Regions from separate parts of the Sus scrofa genome. Here region 2 is linked to region 1. Evidence: chromatin contacts called from public Hi-C data. All regions are on one chromosome and are shown on one strand. Each heading gives the region's core, a stretch centred on a gene start, on an enhancer-like site or on the middle of the called end of the contact. The rest is flanking DNA. Distances are from core to core; before and after follow the strand shown. Region 1 holds the start of MAF (transcription factor Maf). Region 2 overlaps MAF (transcription factor Maf).

Region 1 (4,598 bases), core at 1,450-3,949:
GCATACATTTTAACTGGGCTAACAGATTATAAAAACTAGAATTAAATTATATACTAGAAACCCATAGCATTCCACATTTGACAATGACCAAAAGCCAAAAAAAAAAGTAAAATTAAAAAAAAAAAAACCAAACCAAAAATAACGGGGAAGATTTCTTTTTTTAAAAAATAAATTTGAGACTGCTTTAGGCAACAGCACAATTTTAGTCCCCCAAATGGGGTGTCATTCTTATTAAAAAGAAAACATTAAGAGTTCTTTAATGTTCGCCATGTTAAATTTTTAACCCATTCTGGCATCTTTGACAAGGAATGCCTTCAGTGCATTTACAACGGGAGGCTGAAGTTCTGAGTAACGCAAAGCAGTTTTGGAGCAGATGCAAACTTTCATGGGAAGAAGGCTCTACGGTTGCACTTTTTTGTTCTGAACTCAAAAAAGTCATGAGGCAATAAAACAAAAGTATGAATGCCATGCCATAAGTCTTCGAACGTCCATTTCCAAGCCAAAAGGAAAAAAAAAGAAAAAAATAATTATACCATACATGTCCAGCATGCAGGCTTTTTTTTTCTTATTAATATAATGTCTCTTTTCCATAAAGTCTTTGAAACAGTTATAGTTCATTGTTGCTAAGACAAAGTAGCAAGCATAATAATGCATGAGATGAGAATGAGTTTTTTAATGGCAGACTGAACTCTCAGATTTGGCATCATAAGGCCAAAACTCACAAGTCACACCCAGAAGGTTGATGCAGGCTTGATTGTGGCAGGTTCATGAGGATTTTTTTTTCTCTATTTTAGCATAACAATGCTAAAAAAAACCCCGATGGAACTCAGCACGCTGCGAGTCTATAACATTTCACATTTTTTTTTTCCTTTGCAAGCTCAATCTCATATGAAGAACTCAGGAGGAGAAAAAAAAAACTTAGCTTTTCTTTTTTTTTTTTCTTTCTTTTTTTTTTTAAATCTCAGAGGAGATGAGTGGAGAGGGAGTGAGGGTGGAAGGTGGGGGGGAGGGGAGGGCAACACAGCAAGCTCCAAAAAGTCAAATTAAAAAAAAAAAATCCAAACAAAACACACACACAGAAAATGAACACCAGCTCATGAACTGAAGAAGAAGAAAAAAAAAATATGAAGGATGCAGGCTTCAAAGGTGAGTATGAGGAACTCTGCCGAGATTTCTGAACATTGTGCAAGTTGGGGGGGGGGTAAAAAAAACAAAAACAAAAACAATCTAGCAAGTTATGGAGAATTTCAGATTGGCAATCCATGAGCCAAACAACCAGCCCCTCCCCGACTGAAAAACAGCCACCACCACCAACTCTGAGCAGGGTGTGTGTGTGTGTGTGCGTGCGTGTGTGTGTGTGTGTGTGTGTGTGTGTGTGTGCAGGGGGCAACTGCGGGGCGGGGGGCAAGCTCAGGAGGGGAGGGGGCGAGGTGGTGGCGAGCAAGGCTCTGGAACTGGCAAGCCCACACCCGAGTCGGACCCCCATGGAGCACTTATCAAGGTGGCTAGCTGGGATCGCGTGTCAGACTCACATGAAAAACTCGGGAGAGGACGGGTTGTCGCTGCTCGAGCCGTTTTCTCGGAAGCCGCTGCTCACCAACTTCTCGTATTTCTCCTTGTACGCGTCCCTCTCGCGCACCAGCCTGGAGATCTCCTGCTTGAGGTGGTCGACCTGCTGCAGCAGCTGGTTCTTCTCGGACTCCAGGACGTGCCTCTGCTGCACCCTCTTGAAGCGGCAGGACTGGGCATAGCCGCGGTTTTTCAGGGTCCGCCTCTTCTGCTTCAGCCGGATCACCTCCTCCTTGCTGACCCCGCGCAGCTGCCGGTTCAGCTCGCGCACCGACATGGTCACCAGCTGCTCATCGGAGAAGCGGTCGTCGAAGTGCAGGCCGCCGGCGGCGTGGTGCGGGTGCAGGGCGCCCCCCGCCCCCGCCGCTCCGCCGCCGCCTCCGCCGCCGCCGCCGCCGCCGCCGCCCCCGGCGCTGGCCGGGCCGCCGCTGCCCGCGCCGCCCGCGCCACCGGCCGAGGCGGACGCGCTGCCCGCGGCGCCGGGCGCGCCGGCCGTCGGGTGGTGGTGGTGGCCAGCGGCGTGGTGGTGGTGGTGGTGGTGGTAGTGCGGGCCCGCGCCGCTCTGCGCAGCGGCCGCGGCGATCACGGCGGACACCACGGCGGCGGCGGGGCCCATCTCCTCGCCGCTGCCGCCCAGGGAGGCGCCGGCGCCGGCCCCGGCCGCCGAGGCCAGCTGCTGCGCCCCGCGCGCGTAGCCATCGAAGCCGCCCTGGAGCTGGTGGCTGTTGCTGATGAGCGCCTCGACCGCGTCCTCGGGGCTGAAGCCCAGCGCCTCGGGGTTCAGCTGCTGCGGATAGCCGGTCATCCAGTAGTAGTCTTCCAGGTGCGCCTTCTGCTCGCTGCCCGAGCCCGGGCTGGGCGCCGAGAAGCTGGGGGAAGGGGGCACCGAGCTGCACGGCGTGCTCATGGGGGTGGAGGACAGCGAGCCCCCGGCGATGAGACGGCCGCACTGGCTGATGATGCGGTCGGTCTCCACCGGTTCCTTTTTCACTTCAAACTTCATCAGATCGAAGTCATTAACATATTCCATGGCCAGGGGACTGGTGGGCAGGTCGGAGTTGCTCATTGCCAGTTCTGATGCCATTCTCCTGCCGCCGCCGCCGCCGCCGCTCCGCCAGATGGGCTGCAGGAGAGGGGCCAGCGGGCTGTGCTGGGTGGCCAGCGGGTGAGCCAGCTTGCCGGGCTGGGGCGCTTCTAGCTCGCGCGGCGGTGGCTGGCCCGAAACCTCCGAGCGCGCACACACCCCCCCGCCCTGCCCGCGCCCCCGCGCCCGCCCTCCCTCCCCCTGCTCACGCCAATGTGCTCGCTGCTCGCCCGGGCCCCTCCTCGCCTGCTCGTCTCCTAGCGCGCCGAGCCGGCGGCTTCAGGCTCGGGAAGGTCCTCCGCGGGTTGCGGTGGCGGCGGCGGCGGCGGCGGCGGCGAAGCCGGAGGAGCCCGGCCGGGTGCGCGGCGTCCCCCGCTCGCCGCTCCGCTGCGCCCTTTGCATAAGGAGGGCTCGCCTCGCCGGCCTGGGCTGCAGGCGGGGCGCGCGCGGCGGCCGCTCGGGGCTGGAAGCGCGGCGGGCGGCTGTCCGGGCGGCGCTGGCCTTGGCACGGGGGAGTTAACACTTCATGCTTCTCGCCTCCTCTTCAGCCTGGCTCTTTTTATTTTTTTTTTCTCTTTCTTTCCTCTCTCTCTCTCTCTCTCTCTTTCTCTCTCTCTCCCTCGCGCTCTTCCTCCCTCCGTGCAAAGTGCAAGACAGAGGTGCAGCCGGGCTGGAGGAAAGGGAGGGGGGAGTTGAGTTCTTTCTTGGCTTTTTTTTTTTTTTTTTTTTTTAAAGCAAAATAGCGAAGTCCCGGGGAAAGGCGAGGCGGAGAGCAAAAGGGGGGAGGCCGAGCCGACGAGCAGCCCGAGCTACAGCTCGAAGATGAAAAAAAGATTTTAAAGCCTCTGATCCAGCAAGAAGAGTTTAAAGCAATTGCTGAGTTTTATAGCACTTGTGACGTCAGGCCCAAATGGGAAATTGACTGGTACTCCAGACCAATGGGAGGCGGCCGCGATTAGCATAATAGTGTAGAGACAAGGAAACTTTTCGGAGCTGTCAATCAGGGCCCAATCAGCTGACTGTCAGCTGGGACGGGCAGCCTTAACCCTTCCCGCTCCGCAGCCTCCTCAGGAGGCTGCAGAGCCGGGAACAAAGTTTGGTGTAAGAGGGGAAGGAGTTTTCCAGCGGCGCTGTGGGAAACCAGGTGGACCGGGAGGCCGATTTGCTTTACTTTGGAGCGAGAGAGGCCTGCCTTCCGGAGCCCCAGCTTGCCTGCCACTCCCTCAGCGGAGATTGGCCTGACCCCCACTCTCTGGATCCTGTATTCGCCAGGCAGCTTCTTCTCTTTACTCCACCTTCGGCACCCGGGTGTCCACCCAGGGGACCTTCCTTCCCCGAGCCTGGCACTGCCCGGAGCTCAAACTTGACCCAAACTCTTTGTCCCTCTTCCCGGAGCCGGCGCGTGGGGGTGCAGGGGTCCCGACTGCGCGCAGGACGTCGCCCGGCCGAGCGCCTGCCAGGGCGATTCGGAGTGGCGGAGACAGAAAGCCCGTTTTATCACACCCTCTTTTAAAGAAGGTGAAATAAGTTGTTCGGGGCCATTCCAAGCAGGGGCCTGCTGGCGACGCGTGCCCTTGGGGGGAAAGAACTCCTACGCGAGTTAACTCCCCCGCTCACCCTCAGGCTTCCGACTCTGGCCCCAGTTTGGCCTTTGAGATTCATTCTCATTCTCTCTCTCTCTCTCTCTCTCTCTCTCTCTCTCTCTCTCTCTCTCTCACACACACACATACACACACACACACACACACAGAGAGAGTCATCCACCCCCTTATGAAATCTGACTCCTGTTTATCAGGGTCCCGCGCGCCCTTTGCACTTCTACGTTTCACCTAATTATTTCAGACTTGATCCTGACGCGGAACGAGGGGAAAAAAACCCAACACCCTAGCCTTCACAAGCTTCCCTCGAAGGGTTAAATTTTAAACCGCGGTTTCTGGACGGGCCC
Region 2 (4,598 bases), core at 1,195-3,694, 60 kb before region 1:
TTTGTTCAAAAAGTAAAATATTCATCAGACTTGCAAAAAATGATTTTTGGACAAAGTCAATTTTACAGAGCCTATCACTAAGTAGAAAAATACTTCCAGGTGTGCATACAGGATACAAACACTCAAAAATCGTCTGCAACAGCAAACATTCTCCAAAGTAATAATAGTAATTTTTCTCTGATGGGATTATTAGCAATTTTTGCTTTTTCTTTTTCTTTTTTTTGGCTTTTTTCCTAAGTATTAGACTATATTATTTCTGTAATTAAAAAAAAAAAAGTTTAAGTACACACGACCAGATCAATCTCTCCCGGGGGCCACTACTGGGAGAGGCTCCCATTGTAAAGCTATTGTTGCTACAGGTTAGGAATTGAGACTGAAGCCCTAGGGCCACTGCCAAAAGGACCCTGATGGCCACTAGGCAGGTGGAGCACTAGAGGTTGTCCAGGAATGTCGGGGGTGGGGGATTATCAGACAGCACAGAATACAGCATCTCCACATCACCCCCAGAGAGGGCATCTCCAGAGAGGACTAGCTTACCATTCAGGCAGCAGTACTACTTCCCCAGCCCTGAGCTCTGGCCTTCCTGGTTACAGGCAGAATCACAAGAACCAAACAATCCAGATAACAATCTACCAACCACTCAACCTCGGAGTAAAATCAGTTGCTCTGAGCCCAAAGGTGTGCACATGCCAAAGGACTGCTGGCTGCCTAACAAGAAAACTGGCTGGGGGGCTGGGTCAGCACCTTGTGGGGTCCCTTCTGCCATCACCCCGACCATCTTCAACAGCTGCCCAGTGCCCATGGTGAGCTCCCTGGCAGCTGCTGTGGAAAAATGGACACCTTGCTGGGTGTCTGCTTTCCTGGCACCACAGAGACAGGAGCATGACCTGGTGAGGTCCCAACCAGGTGATTGTTGTTGATGGACTTTTTCACAGCCCAGACTGGAAAGAAACAACTGTGCATCTAACTATGAGCCCTGGACCCCAGGGTTCACTGCAGCACTATTCACAACAGCCAAGACACGGAAGCAACCTAAATGTCCATCTACAGAAGGACGGATAAAGAAGATGTGGCACGTATATAAAAAGGACTATTAGCCATCAAAAGAATGAGATAATGCCATGTGCAGCAACACAGATGGACCTAGAGATTATCACACGAAGCGAGGTCAAAAAGAGCAAGGCAAACACCATGTGATATCACTTATATGCGGAACCTAAAATACGACCCAAATGAACATACCTACGAAACAGAAACATAGGCACAGAAAACAGACTTGTGATTGCCAGGGGTGGGGGTGGGTAGGGATGGATGGAGAGTTTGGGATTAGCAGATACAAACTATTAAGTATTGGATGGATTAAGAAACCAGGTCCTACTGCACAGCACAGGGAACCAGATTCAATATCCTGCGACAAATCATAATGGAAAAGAATGTATATACACACATAAAACTGAATCACTTTGCTGTACACCAGAAATTAACACAACATTGCAAATCAACGATACTTCAATAAAATAAGATGCACATGACTAGGGGCATCAAAACCAATCATTTTCTGTTGCACGTAGGCAAGAGCGGCTCTCTTAGGACAGTTGGGAGAAGTCAAGATGTTGGTCCATGGGAGAATTGAGCATAATCAAGGTTGGCTGCTACTACTAGTAGTACTACTACAATTGCTAGTACCATTACCACCACTACTACTTTAGTACTGCAAGTATCAACTACCGGTGTTATTACTGCACTGCTACCACTCCTGTTGGTGTAGTACCACACCACCACTAATACTATCATGATTGCTGCTGCTACTGTGACTGCTACTATTACTGCTATCACTACTGCACTGGCTGTTACTACCACCACTGTTGTTACTGCTGTGACTGCTACTACTGTGACTCCAAAAAGCCCACATGCACTGACTGCTACCACACATTCCCGAACTGGGGGCAATAATCCTGATTCGAATTACTCTGCCTCACCTCCAAAAGCTCTCTCCCAACTGGCAGACGATGCACACTAGGTGCAGAAAACACCTGCACCCATGGTTCAAGTCCTTGTGGAGTGAAGCAATAATGCCAAGAGCTGGGAGAAGGCCTTGCTGGGCCCTGGCAGGGACTCTAGGTCCATTGCTACCTCAGCGCCACCCCAACACTGTCACACAAGAACGACTCTCTTTTTCAGGAAGAGGAAACCCAGGCTTCACTGATAATACGACAAGCTCACGTTTACACTGCAGGTGAACGACAGGCCTGAATTCAAACAAAGCACTACCAGTGCTCCTGGCATCCCTAAGCTACTAGGATTTTATATAATGAGAAAAGAGCTTCAGGGCTGGCCCGGGCCAGCATCCTGGTGGCATGTGATAGGCTGGCTCCTCCCAGTTCTCCTGACTCCAGGCATTGCTGCCTTTCGGTGACCACGCATGACAGTTCACACAGCCAGTGGCCGGTCAGTGGTGGGCACTGGGCTCCCAGAAGGATGCCAGTCCAGGAACACCCAATGGGCCCTCAGTGCTCTGGGGAGGTGCTGCGATGCTGGTGGCCAGGAAGGCAAACAGGAAGGTGGGTTCCCGGGCCTGCAAGGGCCTCTCGCTAGCTGGGCCTGGTGTCCCCAAGGCCCCCAGTGTGTGTTATTTTTGGACAGGGCCACGTGATGAGTAAGTGCCTGTTGGATTAGATAGAGTCAAGGCCAGCCTCCCGACTGGCGTCGTCCAAGCGGCTGGGGTCAGTGGCTCCGGGTTGGGGCCTATGGCAAGGCTCCAGATCACACCTCCCCCACTGCCCCCAGAGCCTCCGTGGCCCACGGACAACAAAGGGAAGCAGTCCGAGAAAGAGGGAACTGCTTTCCCACTCTGCAGGCCAAGCGCTCCAGGCTGTGCGCACGGGTCCAGTCTCGTGACTGTGGCAAAGCTGCTCGGGCCCCGGGGCAACTCGCAAGCTGGGACTTTCTGGGGCCTGTGCTCTGAGGGGTCAACCGGGTTTCCTGGGCTGGAAGGGCTTAGCTTCCTTCCCTTTTGGGACTCACACCTCAGCCCCGTGGCAGTCGATGACACTGCCCTTGGCCTTGGTTAATCTGGAGTCGCCATGGCAAGCAGATCATGAGAGGCTTCGTGAGGAGTTCAAGGTGCTTGTTTCTAAGTGATTTAGACCCTGAATGGTCTTTACATCATACGTTGGCAGAAGCTTGCCTATAAAAGAAAAGACACCATCCCTTTCTATGACATTTCAGCCTTTGGGGCCTGCATGTGTTTTATGTCTGATCTTACATCTCTCTGTCTTCCTCTCTCTTGCAACCATGGAGGCAATAAAAATCAAATGTTAGGATTTTTTACAAAAACTTATTATAGTTTATTCACATTGGTCTTTCCATTTCTGCAAAGTGACCCAATCATACATATACATACACTCTTTTTCTCATACTGTCTTTTGTCATGTTCTATCACAAGTGATTGGCTATAGTTCCCTGTGCTGTATATTCAGACCTCAATGCTTATCCATTCTAAATGTAGTTGTTTGCATCTACTAACCCCAAATTCCCAGGCCATCCCACTCCCTCCCCCGCCCCCTTGGCAATAAGTCTGCTCTCCACGTCTGTGAGTCTGTCTCTGTTCTGTAGGTAGGTTCACCTGTGCCATATTTTAGATTTCACATATCAGTGATATCATGTGGTATCTGTCTTGCTGTGACTTACTTTACTGAGTATGTCTAGTTCCAACCAAGTTGCTGCAAATGGCATTATTTTGTTCTTTTTTATGGCTGAGTAGTATTCCATTGTGTATATGTACCACATCTTAAGATTGTTTTTAAGCAGAACCATGTCACTTTGAATTGTGCATTCCACTGGACAAAGTTATTCAGCTGATAATGTGTTACAACCCTTAACAACGTAATGAAAGAATATTCTTCCCAAGCTTTTAAAAGAGGGCAAGAGACAAACACAGTCTGGCCCAAACTACTGTTTCCCACAAGCAACACTGCCCTAGCAGAGTCACTTTCTGATTCTTGTTTTCCTCTTGTGTATAAAATGGGAATGGTACCTATGCTGAGGCTTTGATGCTAAGATGACAAGGGGTGGAGAACAAAGTGTTTACATTGGACCCCAAGGAGAAGGATGCTCACCCAAAGAGTGGGTATTGTCAAGGAGGCAACACCACTTCCCCAGGACTCCCTTCTCTCTCTGCTCTCTGCTCCACTGTGGGCAGGAGAGGAAGGCATGGCACTGAGCAGGGCTTCTCTGTCTCCATGTCCCATCTTCTGGGCTGTTAGGACATGGCAACCCTCAGGTTTGGCCAAGTTTCAATGCTAAGCATAGAGCTGAGCAATTTCCAGGCCCTCTCTTCTTCCACCAACACATGAAGCCACACCAAGACCCTCCATTGTGGAATCTTGGACTAAAAGGTGGGGAGAAGTTTGTAAAGATAAGTTTTTAAAGGCACATGGCAAATGGTAAGATGTGGCCAACCAGAGAAAAAGATAAGATTGGATATAAAATTAAAAAGCATGTACAAAAATAAGAGGAATAATTCTTTTGTGCTATCAATATAATATGAACAGTACTGAAAATGGCTTTTTAAATTTAAGTTTAAGCCAGAAGACCTA

What was found. A called contact is a pair of places that touch in the nucleus more often than the background predicts.
Region 2: a contact with region 1 is called in a Hi-C map of retroperitoneal adipose tissue, with 2.2 times the contacts expected there. The contact joins the enhancer-like site here to the promoter of MAF in region 1. A contact is called at or near these places in 6 of 47 Hi-C or Micro-C datasets (epiblast stem cells, liver, psoas muscle and 2 more) and 1 of 2 datasets of contacts at active chromatin or transcription factors (skeletal muscle).

What each region holds. Positions count from the first base shown.
Region 1 is chr6:8,466,837-8,471,434 of Sscrofa11.1, reverse strand. MAF (transcription factor Maf) reads right to left here and starts at 2,699. Exons shown (of 3, transcript XM_021097066.1): 1 at 1,533-2,699. The coding sequence starts at 2,653. It overlaps LOC106510467 (a long non-coding RNA gene), which reads left to right and starts at 4,048. Exons shown (of 2, transcript XR_001308967.2): 1 at 4,048-4,171.
Region 2 is chr6:8,526,162-8,530,759 of Sscrofa11.1, reverse strand. All of the region lies in intron 2 of MAF (transcription factor Maf), which reads right to left. It overlaps LOC106510470 (a long non-coding RNA gene), which reads left to right. Exons shown (of 2, transcript XR_002345300.1): 1 at 1-2,561. Among named protein-coding and RNA genes, the nearest start is that of MAF, 60 kb to the right of the region's middle. Within about 2 kb of position 2,444, at least 11 of the 83 cell types and tissues checked have an H3K27ac peak or open chromatin away from gene starts, as enhancers often do. A contact at or near this core is called in liver and retroperitoneal adipose tissue, where this site is marked.